5 separate regions of the Mus musculus genome follow, and all the other regions are linked to region 3. Evidence: chromatin contacts called from public HiChIP or PLAC-seq and promoter capture Hi-C data. All regions are on one chromosome and are shown on one strand. The core of a region is the stretch at or near the end of the contact, and the rest is flanking DNA. Distances in the headings are between cores, read along the strand shown.

Region 1 (3,494 bases), core at 584-3,083, 910 kb after region 3:
CTCCAGACAGCAAGGACAGCTCTGGCCAGGGAAGCTGTTAAAGAAAGGAGAGCATCTGCAGCATTTGATTGTATCCCTGCTCTTCTTTAAAAATCAGGACAGTTACCAAGGAAGGCCAGCAATCCCACACTCCAGGGCGAAGATGGACACTTCTCTGATGGCTTGAAGTGAACGCTGCTTACTGTAACCCATTGTCAGCAATCAGAAGACAGAAAGGATTATGAAGCTCAGAAGCTTTGGAGTCAGGAGGAAGAGTGTGTGTGGCTCTACCACCTCACAGCTGTCATGTGGGATTTGCGTAGACCCTTGTTCCCCAAGTCCTAGACTCTACACAACCAACATTGCTTTTTATAATTGAGTCAGACAGGGAGACAGACAGGAGGGAGGGAGGGAAAGAGAGGTGATAGACAGAGAAAAATGAGGAGGACACTAAGCATACTTGTGGTGTTTTATATTGACTTTCAACTTGATATGCTCTAGGTCACTTGGAGGACAGATCTCTGGCCACACCCATGGGATCGGGTTATCTGATACAGGACGAATGACCCTAATTTCTGGACTGAATATAAAGAAGAAAGGTAACATGGCATGAACAAGCACTGACCTCTGCTACTGCAGCATGGCCATCTGCCACCTACCTCTATCCCCTACCTTCCCTGACACAGTTTGACTGTGTCCCTTGGAACTGTAAGCCAAAGGAAAGCCTTCCTCTCATGTGTTGCTCTTGTCAGGAGTGTTAGAGAGAAGAGGAGACTGCAGGCATCTAGGACCCAGGTTCTGACTGAGCCTAAACTGAGCTCCTTGTCTGATCATTTTTATGGTATGATTCCTTGAATTGTTTTAAATGGCCGTCCAAAGAGGCCCAAGGGTCAAATCTGGCTACCGCCTATTTATGGGAATAAAGTTTTATTGAGACACAGACGCAAACACATTTGTCAGTTTATGAATTGCCTGTGGCTGTTCTCACACTGTGAAGGATGACTTGAGTCACCATGTCAGAGACCATATGGCTCTAAAGGCTGAAAATATTCATTCGGCTGAGCATGCTTGTCAACCTTAAGCTGAGCGCTCCAGGGCTATCCCAACCGATTTCTTCTTTTTGCCTCAGGTAGCTGATTGACAGGAGTTGGTTTCTATCACTGGCTGGTTGGTCATTCTGAATTTGATATCTGAAATATGGAACTTGGCACTGAATACTTTGAACTTCAGATCACAGAGTGGCCTCAGAAGAAAGGTCTCTTGGGCATGTCCCTGCCCTTTCATCTCTTTCTTTCACTCCAAAACTAGTTTAAAAAAAAAAATTAACAAGAATTCCTCTTCCCCAAGGTTGGTCATATATACCAGCCCTTTTTCCCCAGCAGCAAATCATAAAATGGAAAAAGAAGAGGAGGAAGAGGAGGAGGGAGGAGGAGGAGGAAGAAGAGGAAGAGGAAGAGGGAGGAGGAGGAAGCTTCGAACTTCCTCTCCCTTCTCTGAAGACCCTAATTACAGAGGAGTTCTGCTCTATGCCTGGGAGGTAATAAGGCCACACAGAGTTCAAGAAGAGTCTGCAGACACTGCCTTGCCAGGGTTGGCACCTCTAGTCTGTTACTATAACATCAAGCCCTTTGGTTCAAACCCATCTCCACATGGCTGCCCATTCTTCATCAAACGGAAGTGTAAAAGCAGTTTCCCTGGGCCCCTGACCCTCCATTTAGGAAGGCTCTGGTGGCATGCTAGACCCTGATTAGATGAATTATTCTTTTCTTTGCAAACCTATCATTACGTACAGGGGTGCAAAGAGTGACTCACGGTGAGTGGAAGCAAGAGTCATATTTTCCTATTGCTACATCAGCAAGAGTCATGACTAGCTGTCTTCAGCTTTTGCTCGGGCTCAGTTCACCAAGTCACAGCTGCGTCAGTCCAGCCCTTTGCTCCTGTCTGCATCTGTCATTTCTGCTGGTCATGTCCTTTGATGCAGAAACTGTGCCATTTTCTGCCATGCCTTTCAGGAGGAGGTATATACTGGCTCCCCCTTTTGCTTCTCTTCTCCCCTTACGTTTTTCACTAGGGCAAAGGTATTCCTTGCTTAGTTTTGTTTTGTTTTGTTTTGCATCTTCTGATGTTTGGTGCAAAGCAGATACTCAATAAACACACATTATATCACACTAAATCTTTCCTTCAACTGTCTGCACTCAAATCTCTTTGTGGGAGAAGAAGCTACTTTTAAAAGTAGAGTTTAGTGTTGCTTCACAGAAGAAGACCACCTTCTAAGCCAAGTGTTCAGATCCATCAAGAAATAAAATGAATCTTCAATCCCTGAATATTTTCTGTATTGTTCACCTAAAGCAGCTGTTTTGAAACTATAGTCTCTGGGCAGCACCAACAGGTCACCCAGAACTTGCTAAATACAAGTGTCACTCCAGACTCTACTCTGTAGAACTTTTGAGTAGAGCCCTTAGTCCTTTTATGAAAAGCACCCACTGATTCAAACATTTGAAGCCCTAAAACCAAACAAGGGCCTAGCAAGCGTCTTCATAAAAGTAGATGCTAAAGATTCAGACTGTAGGCCATGAAAATCAAGATCTCTAGTGTTCACAGATTGAGAGAGAACAGAGGTTCCCATAAAATGTTCAATGATATTCAAATCATACTATGTACTGGATATGGTGGTAGATATCTCAAATTCCAGCACTTGGGAGGCAGAGGCAGGCAGATCTCTGTGAGTTCAAGGCCAACCTGTTCTAGCTAGTAAGGCCATTCCAATCTACATAGTAAAGTAGTTTAAGAGTCCATCTCAAACATGTATGTAATTCGTAAAAATAGTATAATTCTTGTTAACACATCTTTACTAAAAGGAAGAATGGAGAACTTTTTCATAATATTTTGATCAACTAAGGGTTAAGGTCAATGATACTCACATAAATGTGAGTTTCTCTAGTTCTCAGATTTATATACTGAAGCCCAATTTCATTTTAATATACTTGTGGGTATGGCCTTCAAAAGAGTAATAAGGACACAAGAACCCATGATGGGATTGGTATCCTTATAAAAAGATAAAAAGGGGAGGCCAAGAGGTGACTCACGGAGTAAAGACAACTCTGCCAACCCTGACCATCTGCGTTTGAGCCCTGGGACCCCCAAGGAGGAAGGAGAGAACTGACTCCTGCAAGTTGTTCTCTGATCTCCATATGAACCCCAACATACAAATATAGTTGCACACACAAAAGAAAAGAAATCATTTTTAATTTTTACAAGAAGAGACAACCAGAAAGCTTGCTGCTTTCTTTTCAGCCACATGAGATAAAATAAGGCACATGTTCCCTGTGATCTTAAACCTCCTGGACTGTAAGACTAGCTGACAGCACAGTATTGTGATGCCCACACAACTGCATTACTTTCTTCTCACACATGGGGTGAATTTTAGACCAGTATAGACTCTAAGCCCAGGCATGTGCCCTTATTCAAAAGACCCCCTGAAGGTGTGCTCTAGATGGGTAAGTGTCACCCTGAAT
Region 2 (3,033 bases), core at 271-2,770, 960 kb after region 3:
AAATAATTTTTTCCAGCTGATGGTAAAAGAAAAACATACTTCAGAGACAGAGGCAGGAAGAAGAGACATGGCTGGGGAAGCAATCTATATTTAAAGGCACAGAAAGTGAGTGCAAGCCCAGGGGTGTGCCCACATTGATAGTACTCCCATTACCCTCCCTAGGAAATCTGTGGCTCTTAACCTTCCTTTCTGCTACACCAGGAAGCTAACCACTTCTTCTTTGGACAGATTCCCTCTCTCTGGTGTGCACTGGAATCAGCTGGCTCCTGAGGGCTCACTGTTTTATTTTGCTTTGGTTCTTTAGTTATGGGAGTTGGTAGACATCACATCAGTAGCTTAACATACGTTATAGTAGGAATCCTTACACCACAGAATTAGAGACAATGCTGAGAATCACACCTCCTTCCCTGGGAGGAAGCTGCTGTTCATCTTCCCAGGAGTTCACTTCTCTCTCGGACTTCTTGGGGCTTTCCATTGGTCGCTGTGTGGAAAGCATTGGAATAGAACATCTGTTACTATATCTTTTTACTATTTTATTGGGTTCTTATACCTCTATCTCCCTCCAACCCTCAAACACTAGGTAGGAAAAAAAGGTTAAAGGGAGGAAAAAGTATAGACCTCTATAGACTACTTCCTTCTGATTAGGGGCATTGAGTTCCTTGGGGCAAGTCCAAACTTCATCATTAGACTATCCAATAGTCCAGCAAACTAGCAATTTAGCAATAGCAAACACAACAGCAAATACAGCAGCAGGGAACCAGGAGGGTCCAGCAGGGGTCAGCAGGGGTCAGCATCAATGGGCAGGGCAGACAGCATGGGAGGCAGAAGCCACCACAGGCCCCTCTGGGCTCTCTCATTCATAACCCCTCCACAGTCCCCAGAATTAAACTATCTGCAGCTGGCAAAAATCACACCCCTGCTAGTGCATGAGGCAAATCATAATCACCTGCTGGGAAGCAGCCTCTTACACCACAGCTGAGATTAAAACAAAAACATTCTTGTCACATAACTGGGTTTTTTAAGAAATCAAAATTCTCACTACAGACATCCACAGTGAATGAAGAAAAGCAAACACCATCTTCCCGAACCTTCTGCTCAGTGAGACATGGGGCTACACAAACAACAGAGCAGTGTATAATGCTTTCTGGAGCGGGTGGGATAAACTCAACCACCTGAATCCCGATGGGTTCACTCTCTTTTTACTCCTCTGCCTAGACCTGAAACATAAAGCATTGAGTCCCAGTGGAGGCAGCATGCTCGAAGACCCAGAAATATCATTGACCTCCCCCTTGAGCCAAGTTCTCCCAGGCCTCATGTCCCAGAGGTGTGTTTGCCTGCTGCCTTCCACAGCAGGCCTTGACCTCTAGGACCTCCTGCCAGATGTGTCAGTCCCAACACCACTTTACAGCAGAGCAGCCACTCCCAAGGAAGCTGCAGGGCACAGTCTTTCCTCTCTACCACTGATTACCCAGTGCCTAGTAGAGTGTGGTGTGTACAGTAAGTGTACAAAAATGCTAAATGGATTCAATAAACCAATCATGGCCAATCTCTTCATTGACATTGTTAGAGTCATCAGAGGCTCATGGCTACAGTAGGTAATTTAAGGAATTTGGGACATGACATCAAGAAACTTGATTGCTGCTGGAGAGATCTGAAGAGATGAGTTCACAGTTTAAAGTACTAGCTGCTCTCACAGGAGACCTACATGGCAGCTCACAACCATCTGTGAATGCAGTTCCAGGGGATCTGATGGCTTCTTCTGCCCTCTATGGGTGCCAGCCATGAATATGGAACACACACACATACACACATATATGCAGGCAAACACTCAGACACATGAAATAAAATAAATAAAGCTCAAGAAGATGAACTAAACTTGGATTCTAGGCCACTCTTGGCAATCAATCTGCTTTAAAAGTCTTGGGTTTCCATCTCTCCATCAAGAAAATAGCAACTGGGTTCCAGCATCCTCACACCAGATTTGCCACGTAGGAGCAGACCTTGGCCAGTTTTTTAACCTTTGATGTAAAGTGTCCCCATCTCTACAGGAAGCTAAGACACTTTATGAGGCGAGGGTCAAAATATATGTAAGTGCTTTGGCACCAAATGGATGGATGCTCGATAAATGCCAGTTCGCATCCTTTTTCTTTTCCAGTGGGATAGGTCCTGACTGCTCTGAAGACTCAGATATTTCCCATTTCTTCACAGTGAAAGCTGGACAGGTGCTGGAGTCCAGAGACCTCCTCAGAAGGTGGCTCAGGGCAAGCTGGAATAGAAACCACTACTCCTGCTTCACTTCAGGCAAGCGGCACACCTAAAGAAATGTGAGGACCTTCCTCTACACTTAAAGACAAAGAGTCAAACTGGATCCAGCTGGCAGCTTGTATCTGTGAGGATGCCTTCACTCCAGTAAGGGAAAGCCCAGCAGAGTACAGGCACAGTCGCGAGGACACGGAGCGATGGACCAATGCAGAGGTCACTGTCTTGAAGATAGTGCCACTAAGACCTGGATTCTTTGTCTCTTTATAAGCTTTTTTGTTAGTGCTGATTTCACTGTAGCTATCTGTCCATGTATCCTATATAGATGCTATAACATATAGATGCTATGCATCAATATAAGGAAACATACCACTTCTGTCTGCATCTCTATTAAAGAATAAAAAAGAAACCTACCCAATGGTCTCCTCATAAAATTTCCCTTAGGTCACACGGAGCAAGAAAAGATGAGGTGCACACAGTGAAGCCAGTAGCTGTGGAGAGAAGGGGCCATTCCAGGCTTAGTGACCAGGTCACTTAGGGGAAGATGGGAGAAAAGCAGAGCTCCGCCAACATGGAACAAGAGTAGTGGGTGTGAGGTATGTTGTGACAATTTATCTTATTAAACATGAACTCCTTTTGTTGCTAACAGAGACTCTGGTGTGCTTATATGAAGACTTATTGAAAATTTACTTTTGTGCAAATAGTCACATAGGGTAGAGTACATATACAAGAAATTAAAGGAAGGGGAAGTTATCTTATGTACAGGCAGACCTC
Region 3 (3,440 bases), core at 842-3,341:
TTCTTCGTAGCTTTCATTGGCTTTTCAAAAATCTTCACATAATTCAGTCCCTGCTCACCACTTTCAGTCACCTTTGCAAATGAACACACTGGCAATGGCCCTGCTCCTGCCAAGAGGCTCGGAGCAGAGGGTTAAGACAGGGAATAAGAGTCTCAACAGAGAGGGGACAGACAGCCATCTTGGTTTTCTTGAGACTCTGAGGACTTCTTACCATGATGCGTGGGAGCAGAGGCTGTCCACCAGGGAAGGGTTGCAGGGTAAAGGTGCTGAATTCAAATGAGACATCTGAGATGTACTCACTCGCACCATCAAATACTGAGCGAGTAGTCGGGGTTGAGACTGATGGTCAGGGTCATTCATGTAGCCCGCGGTCCTCAGCCAGACCCGAGCCTGCACGTTGATGTCCAGGGAGACATCGGCTCAGATCTGCTCGGACCTTGGACCCTGGCTTGGATGACTGAGTGTGACATTTAGGTGTAGTGATCTCTGAAGTATGACAGATGCTTTCTTAGGTCTCGTGTGTACCCTGTTGACATTCTGTGCTCTCTGGTTCTCCGTGATCTTCCTGCTGCTCGTCTGAAGAAAGAGTTCGGATGGCACAGTGTATCTGGTGCGACAGATACTCCTGCCTGAGTGCTTAGAAACCTTGCCATCTACTGCCAAGCTCCTACCTTTCTCACCAGAGAGAGAACATAGAAAACACCCTTTCTTTCTTGGCTAGCACCCTGCCCTCACCGACAGATGCTGTGCAGATGTGTGTACTTATCTGTGTATTGGGGGTGTAGGAGAAAAGGCCATGTAAGTGGGGATAGAGTCTAATAAGATGTTTTTCTTTCACGTTTAATTGTACAGATGTGTAAGATACTGTATGTTAATTCAATATTACACACAGTATGTAATGACCAAGTCAGGATAGTTAACTTTTCTATTTCCATAATCAGAAACCCCTTTTTGACAAACACATAATAATCCTATACATTTGTGGAGTTCAGTGTAATACTTTAATTCGTGCACACAGTAGGTACTGATTAAAACAGCGTAAGGCTTACATCTACCTATAATGTCATGGCGCTCTTCATAAAGTAGCTGTGCCTCAACTAATGCTTAACGGTTCCCAGTAGTTTAAAGCCAGGCAAGCAGAGAGGAAGATCCAGGACTCTCACATCTGTAGAAGGTTCCGAGCCTTACTCTCATCAGAGGTAGATCTATACAACCTGAAGATTTCTGCATCATGACATAGTGCAGTTTGAAATCTGTCCGTGTCCCCTCCCCCCCCCCCACCCCCGCCGCCCCAGCTTAGTCCAAACTTGCCCCCAAGATAGGAGAAAAATGGAGGAAAGGACTCCAGAGGAGCCTGGAGCCCTTAAGTCGCTTTCCAGCCGTGACGACCAGCGGCCAGCAGGTGTCAGTGCGCTCTCGTTCTGTCATGGCTCAGGGCCTACCCCTCCAGGACCCTTCCCCACCGCCTTTCAAAGGGGCGCAGTGCAGAGTCCAGGCCTTGAGAGTCCCGGCAGCTGCTAGGATAGGAGGCCTTCTCTTCCCTAAGTATGGATAACTCCGGCCTGGTCTGCTCTCGTGGATGCTGGTCCATTCCGCTCCAGTGGTTCCTTAGGAACCCGCACACGCTTACCTCTCCGGGATCCCTTTCATCCCAGTCACCAGAAGCACCTGCGCTTGACCTGGGGCGGGGCTGCTCGCCAGCGACTCTTATGCCACTCTGCATCTCCTAATTCGGGTCCCAGCACCCTGGCACCCTCTTCTGCTAAAACCCAGCTAGATCGGTGTACCGCTGGGCGCCTGCTACTGTCTCCTGGGCCAGCTAGTAGCCGAACGGCCAACTCCCAGCAGGGGCCGCTCCCCACTCCTTAGGCTCTCTCTTATTGCCCCTCGCTCCCTGTACCCGTCTTTCCAAAAGCCGGGTCCCAGAGGCAGCGCTCTCCCGGGTCCGACTCGGGTGCGGGCTCTAGACCTAAGGAGGGGAGGCGCGAGGGGCGGAGGAGGGTCGACTTCCCACGTGGGGGCTGACGCCGGCTGCTCGGCAACGCCGGCTTCATCCTGGGGCTATAAAACCAGTCCAGCGTAGAGCGGCGGAGCAGCCTCGGCTCCCGCTTCCGTGCAGACGCCCAGCAGCCGGCGCACACCGCCCAGCCACCCAGCGCCTCCAGCTCCAAGTCCTGCGGTCCTGCGAAAACTCACGCGGCCCTCCGACCCCCGCCGGGTCTGTGGCGCTCAGCGCCCACCCAGATCGCGGCTAGCAGCCACCCTTGGCTCCGCCGCGGCTCCTGGAGAGCCGGTCGCTCACCTAGCTTGGCCCTGAGGACCGAGGTGGTGGTGGTGGGGGTGCGGCTTCATGCGGCCCCCACACCCTTCACCCCACCGCCGCCGCCCCCGAGCTCTGTGTACAGAGTCCCAGCCCCAGCAGAGCGCACAACTTTGGAAGTCCCGTGGGGCTCCTAGAGGAGGCAGAGTCCGCGCCTTCGCCGGAGGTCCGGCCCAGCCCTCGCCACCCCGCCTGGAGGGTAGCGACGGAGTTGGAAATCTCTTCGAGGGTATAAGAAGACAGACCTAGGACTCCGAGCCCACACCAACACCCCTCCGCTGCCTCTTGGGGTAAGACTTCATGCTTTCGCTCAGCTTAAGAATCAAGGTATAGATGACTAGCTAAATGCATTTGTATAAATTTCTGACATCTTTCCAAATCATCAGGCCACCGATAATTTCTTTTCTCTTTTCTTGAAGAATAAAATCTCTAACCACCAGCTGGCCCTACTCGATCCTGCCGCTTAGAAATAAAACTTGGCTGTGTTTGAGGAGCTGGGAGAGAGAAAGCACCCACCCGGAGCGTCGGAAGGACGAACCGGTGCCAGTTCGCGGGCTCCAGTCCATGGACCACTAGCGGTCCCCAGCTTGGGCCCGAGCTCCCTGCGGCCCTCTTCCTTATGTGAGGCGCGGCGGGACGAACCCCGCACCGGAGGAAGAGGAGGACCCACGGACGCGGGGCCGGAAGGCAGCTGGCAGCAGGCCCACGAGAACCAGCACCCGCGTTCATGTTCCGCCAGGAGCAGCCGCTGGCCGAGGGCAGCTTTGCGCCCATGGGCTCACTGCAGCCGGATGCCGGCAACAGCAGCTGGAACGGGACCGAAGCGCCCGGAGGCGGCACCCGAGCCACCCCTTACTCCCTGCAGGTGACACTGACGCTGGTTTGCCTGGCTGGCCTGCTCATGCTGTTCACAGTATTTGGCAACGTGCTGGTTATTATCGCGGTGTTCACCAGTCGCGCGCTCAAAGCTCCCCAAAACCTCTTCCTGGTGTCCCTGGCCTCAGCGGACATCCTGGTGGCCACGCTGGTCATTCCCTTTTCTTTGGCCAACGAGGTTATGGGTTACTGGTACTTTGGTAAGGTGTGGTGTGAGATCTATTTGGCTCTCGACGTGCTCTTT
Region 4 (3,283 bases), core at 664-3,163, 560 kb after region 3:
GCACTCCCATCTGTGTTTTTGTGCATGCATATTTTATAAACTTATAACAGCCGTGGGTTGAAGTTTACAGTGGGTATGGAAGATTAAGCTTCTGGGTGCCAGAACCTATCACCCAGATCATAAGTATTTTTTTTTTCTATTTTTCTTAAGGATCTTGAAAACATTCATTTTGATACTTTTCTACAGACAACCATATTTCCCGTTTTAAATTTTTTTCTCCCAATTTCTGGATATTTAGGTTATTTTCAACTTTTAAAAATTACACTGGTGATATAAAACCTCCATAGATGAATGGAAAAAGAGAACTAGGTTATGTAGCTAAGCCCTTGGCGATTCTCTCCAGTCCTTCCCTGGCTTGTCCTTAACTAGAAACTCTGCTTAAGTTGATCGGATCCTTGGACACCAGGCTTGCACAGCCTCTGAAGGCTTTATAAACATCTGGGGAGATGCTTCCGGGACCTTGTAACTTGGTTTTGTGGACAGTCATACGCATTACGCCAATTCTGCTTTGCGATCAGGAGGTGGTCAGGCTCATTGGAACCAGGGCTCAGTGGCTAACGAGGAGAAGGCTTAGGCGAAACACCTGACTAGGTGACTTCATTTGGGGAGGGTTCCCCTCAACCTTGTTCTTTTTGGGTACCCTCCTTCCTGTCTTTCTTTTCTCTTATCTTTTTTCATAAAAATAAATTGTTACCATCTTTAAAGAAATAAACAATGCTTTGAAATTCTGCTTGGACTCATCATATTTGTTTGACTATTACCCTACTCCAGACCTGACATTTACAGAATAAAAGTTATAAAATTACAACAGAAAGAAATGATTAGATAACTTTTCTTTTCTTTTCTTCTCTTTTCTTTTCTTTTCTTTTCTTTTCTTTTTTTAGAAACAACAGCCATGTACATTATTAACAGAATCAGCAACTAATTAAAAGTCCATTAATGGGGGTGTTAATAGACCTGGCACATTTTCAATATAGACTAATTTTATTGATATTATGTGAAAATCTGGGCGAGAACATCATCTATGTTACCAATGTTACACTTTTATTACTTAAAAATATTGGTGGCCATTAGAGACGATCTGTGAGCAAGTTTTTCTTTTTCCTTTTAATTTTTTCCCTTTTATTGACAATAGATATTATTTCCTCAGATGACAAGTCCCTCATGGCCATATACAAGGGACAGCCTGACAGGACCCCACACCTAGTACAGAGCCAGCTGATCCATCCTCCATGAGTATCAATGGTTTCTAGGCATAAAGCTTATTTGTATCATAATGTACGTAATTTACTTTATGTTCCTCCTTTGGGAGATATGTTTCATGCCAAGGTAAAATCATGACTCTATAATAATTAGCAGCAGCAGTCCAGGAGGAAAGGGTATGTCTAAGTCTTTACAAAAAAATGGTAAACACTTGTTACATTCAGGACAGCCCTTAATATTGTGGAAAATAAATCTGAAAGCATGAGTTCAAAGTACATAATTTCTCAACTATGCAAAATATAAAGATGCAGTATGAATTGTATGAGGGGCTTCATGGACTCAAAAGCACAAAAGGAGCTGCACTAATAAGCCAGGTTGTTAGAAAAATACAAAGGCAAGCAGATTCCTGAGTTCAAGGTCAGCCTGGGACAGTGAGTTTTAGATCCAGGCATGGTGGGAATGGTGCTCTCAGGATAGGATTCCACCCAGCTAAGTTATTGTCTGTGCTTATGAAGGCAGGCAGATTTCTGAATACATTTGCTGGGTTTTGTTTTGTTTTGTTTTGTTTTGTTTTGTATTTGCTGTCTTTTCTAAGAATCAAAGGGTTAAGGTCATAAAATGCTAATTCATGAAATAACGGAAAGGAAGCCTGGCCTGCACAATTGAATTGTTATGCAAATAAAAGACTGGGCTTTGGTCTACAAAAGCTGAGCTGTCTGGAGATCTCTAGAAAGCTGTCACACACACTGGAACACAAAGCTGTCAGCTTATACCCCACAATTGTCTTCAAGTAATTCTTTCACCACTCATAAACACCCCTTCCTCAGAACCCCTCTCCAATCTAAGCCTGGTCCTTGGCACTCACACAGTATATCCCGATTGTGGTTTACCCTCCTGTACTCCTCCTAGCTTCACCCCATTCCATCCACATCAACTTTCTTTCTGCCTCTCATTAGAAAACAAAAGGCTTCCGAGGTATTATTATAGAAGATATAAAACAATATAATAAAATAACACAAACACTAACACATTCAACACAACAAACAAATAGAAGGAAAAGAGCCCAAGAGAAGGCACAAGAATTAAGAGACTCACTCCTTCATGCACTCAGTAGTCCCATCAACACTCTAACTAGAAGCTGTAATATATACACAGAGAACCAGGTACAGACCCATACAGGCCCTAGGCTTCGTGCTTCAGTCTGAGTTCATATGGGATTCAATCCTATTGACTTGCATGGCCTTGTTTTCCTGGTGTTTGTTTTCTGTCCCTTCTGACATTTACACCCTTTCTGCTTCCTCTTCAGCAGAATTCCCTAAGCCCTGTGGAGTAGGATTTGATGGAGTTCCAATGCCTTTCTCTCTGCATAATATCTGGCTGTGGGTCTCTTTATCTGTTTCCATCTGCTGCTGGAAGAACCTTCTCTTATGATGACTGAGCAAGGCACTGATCTGAGCCTGATGCTTACAGCACCTTTCCTTTTTGTCCAAGTACAAAATGGCGGCTCATTCTTGTGTGTTGGTTGGTTTGTTTACTCATTAGGGTGGTCTATTAACAACTTGAGCCATGTTCCCACACTTACATTAAATAATTTTCTACCTTTTTCTCTGGTGTTATTTGTTCCTAATCCTCACAGTAAATCTTGCTTAAAGCAGCCATCAATAACTTTGTCACAGACTGTTTTGCTCTCTGGAAATTTCCTCTTTTAAATAGATTAGTCTTTTACTTTTGAACTCAGTCTCACTTAAGTTTTTAGAATATGAGCATAATGGTGACAGATTATTGGACAAAATGTTTCATGAAAAGCCTCTTATAGTGACAATTTTGGAATTTTGGTTTTTTTTAAAAGACAAAATTATAAATATGTTTTGTTTTAATCCCAGGTGTGGGATATGGGTCTGCTTCAGATTGTCCACAGCAGCTGGCTATGATTTGCCTCATGCTCTAGCAGGGATGTGATTTCACCAGCTGCAGATAGTTTCTGCTATTGTGTGACATCTAGAATTCTGAGGACTTTTCAGAGGATATATAAATGATAAGGCCCTGAGAGGTGGGGTGGGTTATTGGTTGTTGGTTGGTT
Region 5 (3,304 bases), core at 30-2,529, 930 kb after region 3:
TATTTTTAAAGTTACTCTGCCAGTTTTGTCAAATCTGGCCACATCTGGCCCGTTTCACCTCTCCTGGGATTAGTTATGGTCAAGATGAAAGCAACCTGCCAGTGAACCTCTCAAGGGCATCGTAATTGAGATGCTCATGTGCAGAACTGTGTTCAGCCTTGAAGCAAACACTTAAGGGAAGTCATGTTAAAGCCAAAAATGAGATCCAGAGCTTGGTTCTGTGTCTGTAGCAGACACACTGTTGACAGGCAGTGGGGAAATGGAGATTTGAACAAAGCAGGTGGGAAGTATAGAGGCTGAGTAGAGATGTGGGGTCGAATGGAACCTGAATTCTGGCTCCAAAGTTCAGAGTCTCCAGGTCTGGAAGTCCTGCCCATGTTCCATCTTCTGACGTGCAAAATGGGGACCACAGTGACTTTTCAATATGATTATTTGGGAATAATGGGGATGATGAATATTAAATGGCTGTTCATCATAGGCATCTAATTGACATAAGTCCTCAGCACTGTAATTGGGCTGGGGGCAGGGCTGGTTTCCAGTGATGGGTGAGAGAAATGACAGAACAGGTCATCATAGTCTGGAGACTGAAGGACTGGAAAGGAAGTCTGTGAGAACAATCAGCTCCTCAGGGAGCAAAGCAACGAGGTGCTGCCGCAAGGGGAAGACACACGCGAGGCTAGCTGAGATGGAAGAGGCAGGCTCTTGGTGCTGCCGCAAGGGGAAGACACACGCAGAGGCTAGCTAAGATGGAAGAGGCAGGCTCTTGGCAGAAGATACAACAGACGTCAGGGATCTGAAATCTGCCACACCACATTCGTCCTCCCCAGGAAACGTAGCCACCCAGCCCAGCCCTTTGAAGAAACGATAAACTCATCAGGCGAAACTTAATTCAGAAAAGTGTGGTCCTCTTATTCACGAGCTCTGGCTAGGTTTGACCTTCAAAAGGAGCCTGATATCCAGGTTAATCCGAAATGTTAGGTCAATGAGTGCCTCACAGAAGCTGGTCAGGGATGAGAAAAAAAGGAATGCTTCTATCACAAGCCCAATACAAGCTCTTTGTTTAAAACCATCCTTCTAGAAGTCCATGCCTCGCAGCCACACCCAAGGCTCCTTCCCCTTCCCATCAGTCAGCTGGAATCCCCCTTAAGTGCTGGTGCTGCAAGAAAGTTCCGTTTTCATTGAATTCATTGGAAAGTGGAGCTGCATTCAGATTCTCCCTTGTCTGTCAAGTCAATGAGTCATTTAACGGTGAGATCAGGCACCCGGGGGCACAGAGGAAATGCGTAAATATTGTCAGCAGTTTAAATTGCCGCTTTTCACCTACAGCACTGTATGCATCTAGTGACGCGAGAACAGGGCAGAGTATCCAAACCCAGAGTCAAAAATGCCCTTGAGAATAAACTCAAGCAACACGTGCAGGAATGAGCCTTCGACTGCACAGCCTCCCCAACCTTTTATGACGAACCTGATTTAAATCCTCTGTTCTCTCAATAAGAATTCTAGTAGATGCTAAATTTAATATGCTGTGCTTTTCATGTGGATAAAAATGTATTTGGGGGTAAAGACCAGTGCCATATTTAATCTGAACTCACTTAACTCCAGGGTCTTGTTTTCTTCTCTATTCAAACTTATCCAAGTGTCCCCCGTTACTGCCACGTTCTTACCATGGCTCCTACTGTGGACTCATGCCTTATGCAAGGATTAGAGCGCAACATCAGAAACCAAAACAGAACACAAATAATTTCAAATTTTACCCTTGAGATTCCACACTGAGGTAGAGCGATTATCTCTTCCAAGGGAGGGATAGGGATGGCCAGTAGCCACAGGCTCCACATGCCTCAACCGTGCAGTCCAGGAAAAACAAAATACCCATTTGCTTTTTCTTAAAGCATTGTCTTTTTTCAGAGCATGTTATCAGTCAGGGTTCGGCCACACTCCGTGGTTCAAGCAGAACCACTCAGTGGGGCCCCCATGGACCCTCTAAGGTAGTCCTCTCTGATGCTGGGCTTGAAGCCCCAAGGCATCTCGTGAGAGAAGGTGGAGGGAATGAAGAGCAGCCAGGAGCCCACAGCAGGAGCATGGAACCCAGCTTGTGAAGATGGACTGGGACCCCTGTCATCCTTAGCGCTTCTCCCTTTGAAGATGTGAGTACCCAGCGAAACCAGAACCCTTGTTCACTAAGCTGAACACACCCCAGAGCTCAGAGTCAGAGCTGAGGTCAGGATAAGGAAGGCAGACATGGGGCCCTGCTTCAGGCCAGGGTGGTGCTCCAATAGATGAGTGGAGCCCTGAAATGGCTGCCTGCCCCACTCCATTATCCACTTCTGGTTAATAAAAAGCATCTAAGCCCAGGACTTGGACTCCATCTCCTCTCTGACCTTTTCCATATCTACTCAAAACTTAGTTTAGACCATCCTAAAATGCAAAACTGTAAATGTCTCATATCCTGAGTCTTGTCATCTTCCCTTCTTCCCTTCCTCTCACCACCCCCCAACACACAGAGAGATAGACAGACAGACAGATAGAGACAGACAGAGAGGCCTTCCAGCTGACTTTGCTCCAGCTTCTTCCTCTATGTACAGAGCACTAGCTAGTGGTCAGCTTCATCCAAAAGAGGCTGCAGGGCCTTGGGCCTCCCTCCTAGGCTTTTGCAGAGAGATGATGTTGACACTGAGTCTGATGCTGCACTTAAACACAACAGCCTTTCTAAAGTGGAGCATAGTGAGATGGCTCAGTGGGTAAGAGCACTCTCTGTTCTTCCAGAGGTCCTGGGTTCAATTCCCAGCAACCACGTGGCATTCACAACTATCTAAAATAGGATCTGAAGAGAGCTCTTCTGGCAAACAGACGTACATTCAGATAGAGTACTTATACAGAAAATGCATAAATAAAAGAAAGAAAGAAAGAAAGAAAGAGAGAGAGAGAGAGAGAGAGAGAGAGAGAGAAAGAAAATGGAGCATCAATAAAAGGGAGCATCAATAAAATGGAGCATCAATAAAATGGAGCATCAATAAAATGGAGCATCAATTAAATGGAGCATCAATAAAATGGAGCATCAATGGCCACATCCCCTTCCTCTAAAGTCTAGCACCTCCATGTTCCACATGCTTTACAGTCATTCCCCACCCCTTGCCCTTGCCCTCTCCCCCGCTCTTGCCCTCCTGGAAAAAATGTGTCATACTCAAAGAGGATGAATTGAAAAGAGATCTCTAAAGGGATTATTTTCACAGAAGCAGAAGGAAAAGTGCAGAAGCCTCCTACCACCTCACCACCACCACCACCTCTGAGCCTGAGAACTGTAGAG

What was found. Promoter capture Hi-C pulls out the DNA fragments that hold promoters and counts their contacts. HiChIP or PLAC-seq counts read pairs in DNA pulled down with a chosen protein or histone mark.
Region 1: a contact with region 3 is called in an HNF4G HiChIP or PLAC-seq map of pancreatic cancer cells, with 15 times the contacts expected there. The contact joins the enhancer-like site here to the promoter of Adra2a in region 3. A contact is called at or near these places in 9 of 39 promoter capture datasets (the 3T3-L1 cell line, 3T3-L1-derived adipocytes, the C10 cell line and 5 more), 3 of 484 Hi-C or Micro-C datasets (cortical neurons and reprogramming fibroblasts) and 10 of 115 datasets of contacts at active chromatin or transcription factors (craniofacial prominence, embryonic forebrain, embryonic hindbrain and 7 more).
Region 2: a FOXA1 HiChIP or PLAC-seq map of pancreatic cancer cells shows a contact between it and region 3. The contact joins the enhancer-like site here to the promoter of Adra2a in region 3. A contact is called at or near these places in 10 of 39 promoter capture datasets (the 3T3-L1 cell line, the C10 cell line, the HPC-7 cell line and 7 more), 1 of 484 Hi-C or Micro-C datasets (cortical neurons), 11 of 115 datasets of contacts at active chromatin or transcription factors (craniofacial prominence, embryonic basal ganglia, embryonic forebrain and 7 more) and 1 of 9 other capture datasets (embryonic stem cells).
Region 4: a promoter capture Hi-C map of trophoblast stem cells shows a contact between it and region 3, with 7 times the contacts expected there. The contact joins the enhancer-like site here to the promoter of Adra2a in region 3. A contact is called at or near these places in 12 of 39 promoter capture datasets (cranial neural crest, embryonic stem cells, frontonasal cranial neural crest and 6 more), 3 of 484 Hi-C or Micro-C datasets (cerebral cortex, nephron progenitors and uterus), 9 of 115 datasets of contacts at active chromatin or transcription factors (craniofacial prominence, embryonic forebrain, embryonic hindbrain and 6 more) and 2 of 9 other capture datasets (embryonic stem cells and pancreatic islet).
Region 5: a promoter capture Hi-C map of trophoblast stem cells shows a contact between it and region 3, with 11 times the contacts expected there. The contact joins the enhancer-like site here to the promoter of Adra2a in region 3. A contact is called at or near these places in 11 of 39 promoter capture datasets (the 3T3-L1 cell line, the HPC-7 cell line, cranial neural crest and 8 more) and 9 of 115 datasets of contacts at active chromatin or transcription factors (craniofacial prominence, embryonic basal ganglia, embryonic forebrain and 6 more).

The regions. Positions count from the first base shown.
Region 1 is chr19:54,956,703-54,960,196 of GRCm38.p6, forward strand. No RefSeq gene overlaps it. Among named protein-coding and RNA genes, the nearest start is that of Gpam, 140 kb to the right of the region's middle. Within about 2 kb of position 1,834, at least 22 of the 459 cell types and tissues checked have an H3K27ac peak or open chromatin away from gene starts, as enhancers often do. A contact at or near this core is called in pancreatic cancer cells, where this site is marked.
Region 2 is chr19:55,005,516-55,008,548 of GRCm38.p6, forward strand. No RefSeq gene overlaps it. Among named protein-coding and RNA genes, the nearest start is that of Gpam, 92 kb to the right of the region's middle. Within about 2 kb of position 1,521, at least 3 of the 459 cell types and tissues checked have an H3K27ac peak or open chromatin away from gene starts, as enhancers often do. A contact at or near this core is called in pancreatic cancer cells, where this site is marked.
Region 3 is chr19:54,043,168-54,046,607 of GRCm38.p6, forward strand. It overlaps Adra2a (adrenergic receptor, alpha 2a), which reads left to right and starts at 2,092. Exons shown (of 1, transcript NM_007417.5): 1 at 2,092-3,440. The coding sequence starts at 3,048.
Region 4 is chr19:54,603,733-54,607,015 of GRCm38.p6, forward strand. No RefSeq gene overlaps it. Among named protein-coding and RNA genes, the nearest start is that of Gm31301, 140 kb to the left of the region's middle. Within about 2 kb of position 1,914, at least 2 of the 459 cell types and tissues checked have an H3K27ac peak or open chromatin away from gene starts, as enhancers often do. A contact at or near this core is called in trophoblast stem cells, where this site is marked.
Region 5 is chr19:54,976,467-54,979,770 of GRCm38.p6, forward strand. No RefSeq gene overlaps it. Among named protein-coding and RNA genes, the nearest start is that of Gpam, 120 kb to the right of the region's middle. Within about 2 kb of position 1,280, at least 3 of the 459 cell types and tissues checked have an H3K27ac peak or open chromatin away from gene starts, as enhancers often do. A contact at or near this core is called in trophoblast stem cells, where this site is marked.